2 separate regions of the Mus musculus genome follow, and region 2 is linked to region 1. The links are chromatin contacts, called in public HiChIP or PLAC-seq maps. All regions are on one chromosome and are shown on one strand. Each heading gives the region's core, a stretch centred on a gene start, on an enhancer-like site or on the middle of the called end of the contact. The rest is flanking DNA. Distances are from core to core; before and after follow the strand shown. Region 1 holds the start of Trpc7 (transient receptor potential cation channel, subfamily C, member 7). Region 2 has its middle 110 kb from the start of Gm33140.

Region 1 (3,909 bases), core at 787-3,286:
TTGATAGAGATGGTTATTTTTTAATAAATAGCCAACGGTATATTTTTGTAAAATTCTGAGTTAAACTGTCCTTGTTTCTTGTTTCTATACATAATAATCTCATTGAAAAACACATTAGATAAAGTTTATATATGTATGTGTGTGTATATATATATATATCCATCTATGAAAGGAAGCAATGGAGGAAGGGCAGAGGGAAGAGAGAGGAATGGACTGATTATTTTACAGAAATCATAGAAATATTAATTAACTTAAGAAAGGCCATCTGTCCAGTTGACCGGTAACACTTGATAGATTCAGTCTTCAGAGGCCTTCTTGTCTAAGCCCCTTACTATTTACAGAGGCTATACATACATGAAGAGGCGCTTGTTTAAAGGGTGACTACTTACCACCCAGAAAATGTCACACCCCCTTGAAAGCACAAGTTGTAGTAAGCAGAACAGTGAAGTAATTAAATCTTTGCTATCTACACTTAGGATAAGCGAGCCATCAGCTCTCACACTGGGGCATGTCTCGGGGGCGTGTCTTGGGTCCTGCATAAGGTCTTTCTGTCAGCTCAGCTTGCAGGTTCCCCATAGAGTCTAGAGCTCATGACCTCTCATCAAACATCTTGTGTTTGTATCCTTGGATCTCTGAGTGCAACCTTCAGTCTCACCACCTAGAAGATGGACATGACAATGGCTACTTGCTTATTGAGTTGTGGTGACACTGGAGCAGAGTAGGTCACACTCATAGCTTAGAACAGGGCTAGGCATAGAGCAGAGCTTCTGCTATCACATCATTGAGCAGTGAGCATCCTCAACTGTCTGTGTTCCACATAGCCTAATCAGCTTGTTAATAACAGAAAAGAACCATCCCCTGCCGCCCTTTCCTAGAGAATTGCCCTCTTGCCCCCAAGAACCTCACAGATGACTCACAGTCATTCTTGGAGGTAACATTTCTTGATCTGTTTTAGAAATTGTAGCCACAATCATGAAAATCTTTTTGAATCTTCTTAAACAGTCAGTGCTATTTGATTGGACACTAGACTGATGAGGCTCCTCCTCCTGTATTATAACATACCCAGCAAACTTTTTAGAGTGAGCACCATGTAGCAAAAATTCTGTTGTCTAGGGTCTTCTCAGGTCATGAAATATTGTGCCTTTATTCACAAGTAATTAGAGAGTAGCTAGAAATAGCTGTGTCTTAATAATCATAGGATGATGCTAAATTAATTGTATTTATATTTATCTTTTATGAAAAATTGTGGCTTATCTAATTTGGCACATATATTGAGATTTCAAAGTTTGTACTACAATTGTATAAGGTAAAAAATATAAGTCCTTGAATTATTGTTTTTCTTATAAAGTCAGTGTTTCAGTTAAGGATATTTCTCTCCCATGTCATCAAGATACCTTGGTGTTTAAGACTGATACACTGTGCCATAACATACTGATTGGGGAAAATGGTGGCTGTTGGAGACATGAATTGGTACACAGGGAATTTCCTTTCAATATGTGAAAAGTTACATATAAAGTTAATCATTATAAAGTCTCTTCTACCAAAGTCAGATGAGCCTAGGCAATACTAACAGATCATAAAACGAAGGCCACGTTAGAAAACGCACCACTCTCAAAAGAGAAAGTGGGTGTGGCTTTAGGATCACAAAAGGAGCTTATTACTGTCACTCTATCTTCTGGTTAGTCCCTCCCCCCACAGTCTGTCCCTCCCCCCAAACACCTATAAACCAACAAGTAGGAAATCAGCCCATTCCCCACTTTTCACTTGTTTAAACTCATTAAGACTCTTCATGTTGCTTTAAATAACTAAAGGGTGTGTGTTTGCATGAGTGTGTGTGTGTGTGTGTGTGTGTATGTGAGTGTGTGTTTCTCTCTCTCTCATTCTCTCTCTGTGGGGGGTGTTATGCACTATTCTAGGGGGAGGGGCATGAAGAAATCCTGAGGGGTTCTGATAGAAAAGCAGAGTTGTTCTCTCCCTTTCAAAGCTACGTCTGGAAGAGGGGTGGGGACTAGACCAGCCCATCATCACGCTGCATGCCAGTCTCACACACGGATGCTTCTCCTTCACATTCTCTGGGAAATTTCCCCCAGATTAGGAAAAGGACAGGAAGGCAAGTCGGCCACAAAAGGCGAGTTTTCACCATTCCCCACAAAGGAAAGCAGAGCGCACCTCCACACAATCGCAACTCCGCTCTCTGGAGCAGATCTCGACTTCAGCACCACGGAGAGCGGCACCTCCGCCTCGGCCACCCATGGGGAGCCAGATCCCGGAGACTCCGTTCAGGATTCGGGTCATCTAGAGGAGGGACAAGCCTGCGTATTCTACTCTCGATGTAAGTGGCTTTGGTGGTTGGTTTATATTGATTTTCCCAGTAGAGACTGCTTTATCCCCGAAATATGGAATTGAACTTTTATTTATTAGCCCTTTTGCAGGCACTGCTTAGATTTGGGGATCCAAGTCTGGAGCTGAAATCTTTTCTACTGAGTTGGTACGATATTTTCCCCCTTTTGTTGAATGTCTAAGTTTACAAGCCATGTAGAAATAGGAAACTCAACCTGGTATCCTGTAAATTTCATGCTGGAGTAGTACAGTTTTATTCCTAGAAGAGAGCATGTGTGTTATCTCGGCTTCTGCACTGCTGAGAGCTTCTCTGGTTTGATTTTAATATAAATATGGAGTTGGGGAGAGAACCGTAGCTACATTATAAGAGATTACACCATTAAAGAACTACAGGTGGCGATAAAAGGCTATTTTTTTTCAGTTTTCTTTCTTTCTTTTTTTTTCTTTTTTTCTTTCTTTCTTTTCCCTGTTGAAAATAGGGTCCTGGGTGTATGTTTCCTCTAGCCATTCATTTCAAGATAACAAATATGCTTTTAATAAATGAGACGTAAACCTTGGCAGGGCTTTGGGCATAAGCTTTGTCACTAGAGATGACAGAGTCTCTCACTTAAGTTCATGCTGTAAATTCACTTATGTAAGGCTGGGTAGATACAACCAAAGACGCTGTGCCATTAACTGCCATTTAATGGATTCAGGGTAGCTTTGCAAAAGGCAATAATGATTGACCCCATCTGATCTCCCTCAGTAAAATTTTGCCTCAGAATGCCATCTGCTGGTGGGTCCTCTTCCTAAAGCATTGGGCACACATCAAATTTATGAATGAATGAATTCACATAAAATCCAGAATATCCATTATGGATAGCATACAAATCTACTCCCTGGGATCGACCGGACAGCAGTTCCCCAAGCTTCTGTTATCACAGTGGAATTTCGTATTGATTTCCCTAAACACTTGTCCTTCAGCTTAAAAGTACGTAGAGTAGCCAACTCCTTTAGGCAGTAATTAACCCAGAAAAAAACAGAACTGTGTGGTGCCTCACTGTGGCTAATTGTGGAATTCATGTGGCATTGTGGGTGAGAACTAGCAGGAGCTGTTGCTCGGGGTAAGCAATCATCCCTTCTGGGAAGCACTCAGCAGGCCATGGGACCCCTTTCAGTTCACTCCTGACTCTCCTCACAGAGGGAGAGGAACCGCGCAACACTGTGCACTCTTATTTTATCCCAAGACTAATCTTAACATAACTATTTGAGCTGGCTTTTTAAGCTCTTTCTGGAACTATATAAAATATGAGATACAGACACCCGGTTTCACATCTTCCTGTGGTCTAGATAAGCAAATGAAGATTTTAAAAAAAAATCAGAAACAAAGAGAGCAGGCAAAGTGCTAGTTAATTTAGATTGCTAAACCGTACCACAGTTTGTAAACACTAGGAATAACTTCTTCCCTAGATGATGTTGTGTGTGTGTGTGTGTGTGTGTGTGTGCGCGCGCGCGTGTGTGTTACTGATGTTACTGATAGACATATACGGCATGGAGGAATAATAGATGATAGTTTCCAATCCTAGATGA
Region 2 (3,909 bases), core at 624-3,123, 210 kb before region 1:
TCTCTCAGTATAGAAGTAACAACCTTTCGATCCCAGGCTAAACCTTTTCCCCTGTGAAGTCACACCCCATGGACTCTTAGAGGCTCAGCTAGAGAAAACAAGCCACACCACAGCCGGAGGGGCAAGGATCGCTCAGCAGGGATCAATGGTGCGGCCCCCCGATCACCTCAGAAAACACTTTTCTGTTTTCATCCTCATCTCCCATGCAAAGAGTTATTGGTAGGAATCTGAACATTAAAAGTGAGCCAGAAATGTAAAACACCTAATCCCGTTATAGGGTGTGACTTGGTTTATAAGGCCTTGTGCTAGAAGCAGAAGACGTTTCTCCTGAGGTTGCTTCAAAGGGTAGCTCACACCTTTTAAACCCTGCTCTGTCTGCGGAGATAAAGTTGCATCCACTTCCGGCACTGTGTCTTTGAAGGATGATCCACCCCTGGCCAGACTCCTCTGGGCCCTGGAGGAATGAAGTTGAGTCTGAGCAAAGAGCTTTGCACAAAGAGCTTTTGCTATTTTCCCCCCTCAGGACCTTCGCGGGCAAACCCCATTCACTTATAAAGCACTTGGTGCTGCGGTATTTTCTGTTGGCACAGCTCTTTCCTGTGGCCCTCTGCATCTGCTGGAAGCACGGTGACACGGACCGTGGTTTGGCTGCGTGATTGCTTTCAGGAGGGCTGCTTAGAAGGGCAGCCTTCCCCTCCCTTCCCAACAATAGCTCAGTAGGAAGCACTTGAGGGGACAGGGAAGGAATTTACTGAGCTGAAGATAGAGAACAAAAGTCCAGGCCAGCTCTGCCTCTGAGCCACGGTGGATCAATTTCTGCCACTCACATCCTCCATTCTGTCCGACTTGGGCCGCGCTTTATCATCCCCCCCATCTCGGTATTTCTTTGTTCCATCTGAGAGGAGAAAACAGCTATTTTCTCCGCGTCTACATTTCTTTCTTTCAGGAATGATTGTCTTCATGTTCTTTCCACTCACAGTTCTCTCATTATTCTCAGCAGGCTCAACATCAAAACCTGCTTGACAGTGTCCCAGGAACTTATTCTTTTGCAGGAGAGCCTGGTCTCCCCTGAACACTTCAGCTCTGCGGCAGGCTTTGAGGCATATGAGTTGCTTAAAATAGCAGCCCAGTTTATCTTCAGGGCCGTAATTTGTATGACTTTTTTTTCCAGCCGGGACCAAAAAATTATAACCATATAATAATTACAATTTTCTAGGTATGTGTCATGTTGAAGATGCTTGCGTAATTTGCACTACATTTCCCACCACCTGGCTCCATTTTCCAGCTTGCACCTGCTGGCTCCCGTTGTTCATGGCTAGCTGTTCCCTATTTTCCCAAAGCACTACTTTCTTGCTTATAGCTTCTTCAATGCTATATTTTCTCACTTTCATAGCCCCACCTGCCTTGATCCCGAGCCCACCTTCTGCTTGATAGCAAGGCTCATTGAAATCTTTACCACCCTCCTGACTCTGATCACCATACACCATCTTCCTCTACCAACACTTTCCCAGTCTTCCTCATACAGACACCCCACTGCTTGTGATGTTCCAACCGCTTTTCTCGACTCATCCTGAAGAGACTCCATATCTGTAGAGAACCAGATCAGAGGAGGGGCCCCATCATTCAGCTGTGATGAAGACTGCTTGTAGTGCTAGATAGCCACAAAAGTAGTGTTTATCACTCCAGGGATAGTGACCTGACTCTTCACATTATAGATATAAGGCTTTTGTAATATAAAGACAAATATAAAGACAAACACCCAGAACCCAATAGACTATGATCTGCTTCAGAGAACACATGAAGACTGATTTAAATTTGAACAACAGTTACTGAGTAGCCGCCATTTAACGCCCACATTAAGCAGCAGAGAGCCAAGGCAGAGACTACACCAGAAGATTAATGAAACAGCTAAGCAGTTTGGATTTATTTCCTTCCCTTGTGATGAATTAACATCATGACTCTCAAGCCTGCCCGGCAGAGGAATCACCCAGGGGAGACGCTCTTTTGAGCATTTGTTTACTTATGCATTCATCTTGAATTTTGTTTAGTTTCTGGGAATTAATAATATACTCCACAGATACAAACTCAGAATATTGAAAAAGCTATACCATACAAAGAATTCCTCGCTCCACTGCCCTGGCCGCTCAGCCCTCTGATCTGGAGTGCTCACTGGTTGATTTGTTATCAGGGGAATTTTCTGTCTTAAATTATCATCCAGTCCTACTATAAGGTAAATGAATAAGAAGCTCTCATTACTGGGCAAGGCCCTAGTTGATAGATGCACAAAATCCCTGAGTTGGTTCTGATGAGTTAGTTGGCTTTTGTAACACGGGATTTTGCAAAGTACGCTGGTGGATGGGCAGAGGGCAGCTATAAATATTTCAAGTGTGGGCAGGGAGGGCTCATTGGCTGCAGATGGACGACACTGAGCTGGAATCTTTCTAGAATCCAGAAATGGCAATCTGAGAAGCTGGGGAGCCAGAGAGTGTTGTTGTCTGGTCTGAGCCTCTGCAGACCACCATGAGAAGTGGTCCAAAGTCACTCTTACCTTTTCTGAAAAGACCCTGAGACGCATCTGCACTGTGAGATAACCATTTGACTCCAGCAAGAAGCTCCTTACTTTGCATTTAAGAAGAGTTGGTCTGTGTGGAAGTCTGAATGGAAGTGAACCCACAGGCCTATAGGGAGTGGCATTTTTGGAGGTGTGACCTTGTTGAAGGAAGTGTGTCACTGGGGGTGGGTTTTGAGGTCTTAGATACTCAAGCCAGGCCCAGTGTTACTCTCTCTTCCTGTTGCCTGCTTATGCAGATGTAGAACTCTCAGCTATCTCTCCAGCACCATGTCTGTCTTCGTGTCACCATGCTTCCTACTATGATGATAATGGACTAAACCTCGGAACTTTCAGCCAGCCCCAACTAAATGTTTTTCTTTTTAAGAGTTTCTGTGGTCATGGTGTTTCTCTTCATGGCAGTAAAATCTTAATTAAGACAGTCTAGTGACAGTCTAGTAGTAGCATTATGTTATGCTATGTTCCACCCTCTCTCCTCTTACCCAAGAAGCCAGCAGTGAACATATGACAAATGAGACTGGAGGTTCTATTTAACCCAAATGTGGCCTTTTATATACTTCTAAGGGTCAATGGTGTGCCTGGCTGGATATTAGTACGTAAGTCCTACAACATCCCTGTGTATGGGGTCATTCACAAAGAAACATTATTTAACTCCAGCCAGGCCCACTGAGATGCAGATAGGATGCCTCACCTGGACACAGGTGGAATCACCTTTCTGGGAGGAACCAGATGAACAAAGAGATAGATCTATTGACAGACTCCAGGTGTCTTAGTTTGGGTTTGACTGCTATGAACAGACACCATGACCAAGGCAACTCTTATAAGGACAAAATTTAATTGGGGCTAGCTTACAGGTTCAAAGGTTCATTCCATTGTCATCAAGGTGGGAACATGGCAGCATCCAGGTAGGCATGGCACTGGAGGAGCTGAGACTTCTACATCTTGTTCAAAGGCAAACTGGAGAAGTCTGGCTTCCGGGCAGCTGGGATGAGGGTCTTAAAGCCCATGCCCATGGTGACACACCTACTCCAACAACATCACACATCCAAACAGTGCCACTCCCTGGGCCAAACATATTCAGACTACCACACAATAGTTAATTCAGCAAACTGAAACTTCCACTAACTTGGAAATTTCTAAACACATCCCATTCTGCTCCACAGCAGGCTTGTTATTTGTTACCCTGACAGTTCTCTTACTGGGTGTGCATAATCCAGGAGTTGAGGATGGAAAGACGGCAAATTTGCAAGATACAGAGTGTGGACCAGGTATGAAGTGTCCACTGAGGAAAGGGCCTGGGCGCCCAAAGCTCAAGACTGACTGACCTTCCTTCTCACATC

What was found. HiChIP or PLAC-seq counts read pairs in DNA pulled down with a chosen protein or histone mark.
Region 2: a contact with region 1 is called in an H3K27ac HiChIP or PLAC-seq map of VIP interneurons, with 3 times the contacts expected there. The contact joins the enhancer-like site here to the promoter of Trpc7 in region 1. A contact is called at or near these places in 2 of 39 promoter capture datasets (hippocampal neurons and maxillary cranial neural crest), 3 of 484 Hi-C or Micro-C datasets (brain, cerebral cortex and nephron progenitors) and 3 of 115 datasets of contacts at active chromatin or transcription factors (VIP interneurons, embryonic hindbrain and embryonic midbrain).

What each region holds. Positions count from the first base shown.
Region 1 is chr13:56,893,916-56,897,824 of GRCm38.p6, reverse strand. It overlaps Trpc7 (transient receptor potential cation channel, subfamily C, member 7), which reads left to right and starts at 2,036. Exons shown (of 12, transcript NM_012035.3): 1 at 2,036-2,332. The coding sequence starts at 2,331.
Region 2 is chr13:57,104,970-57,108,878 of GRCm38.p6, reverse strand. No RefSeq gene overlaps it. Among named protein-coding and RNA genes, the nearest start is that of Gm33140, 110 kb to the right of the region's middle. Within about 2 kb of position 1,873, at least 28 of the 459 cell types and tissues checked have an H3K27ac peak or open chromatin away from gene starts, as enhancers often do. A contact at or near this core is called in VIP interneurons, where this site is marked.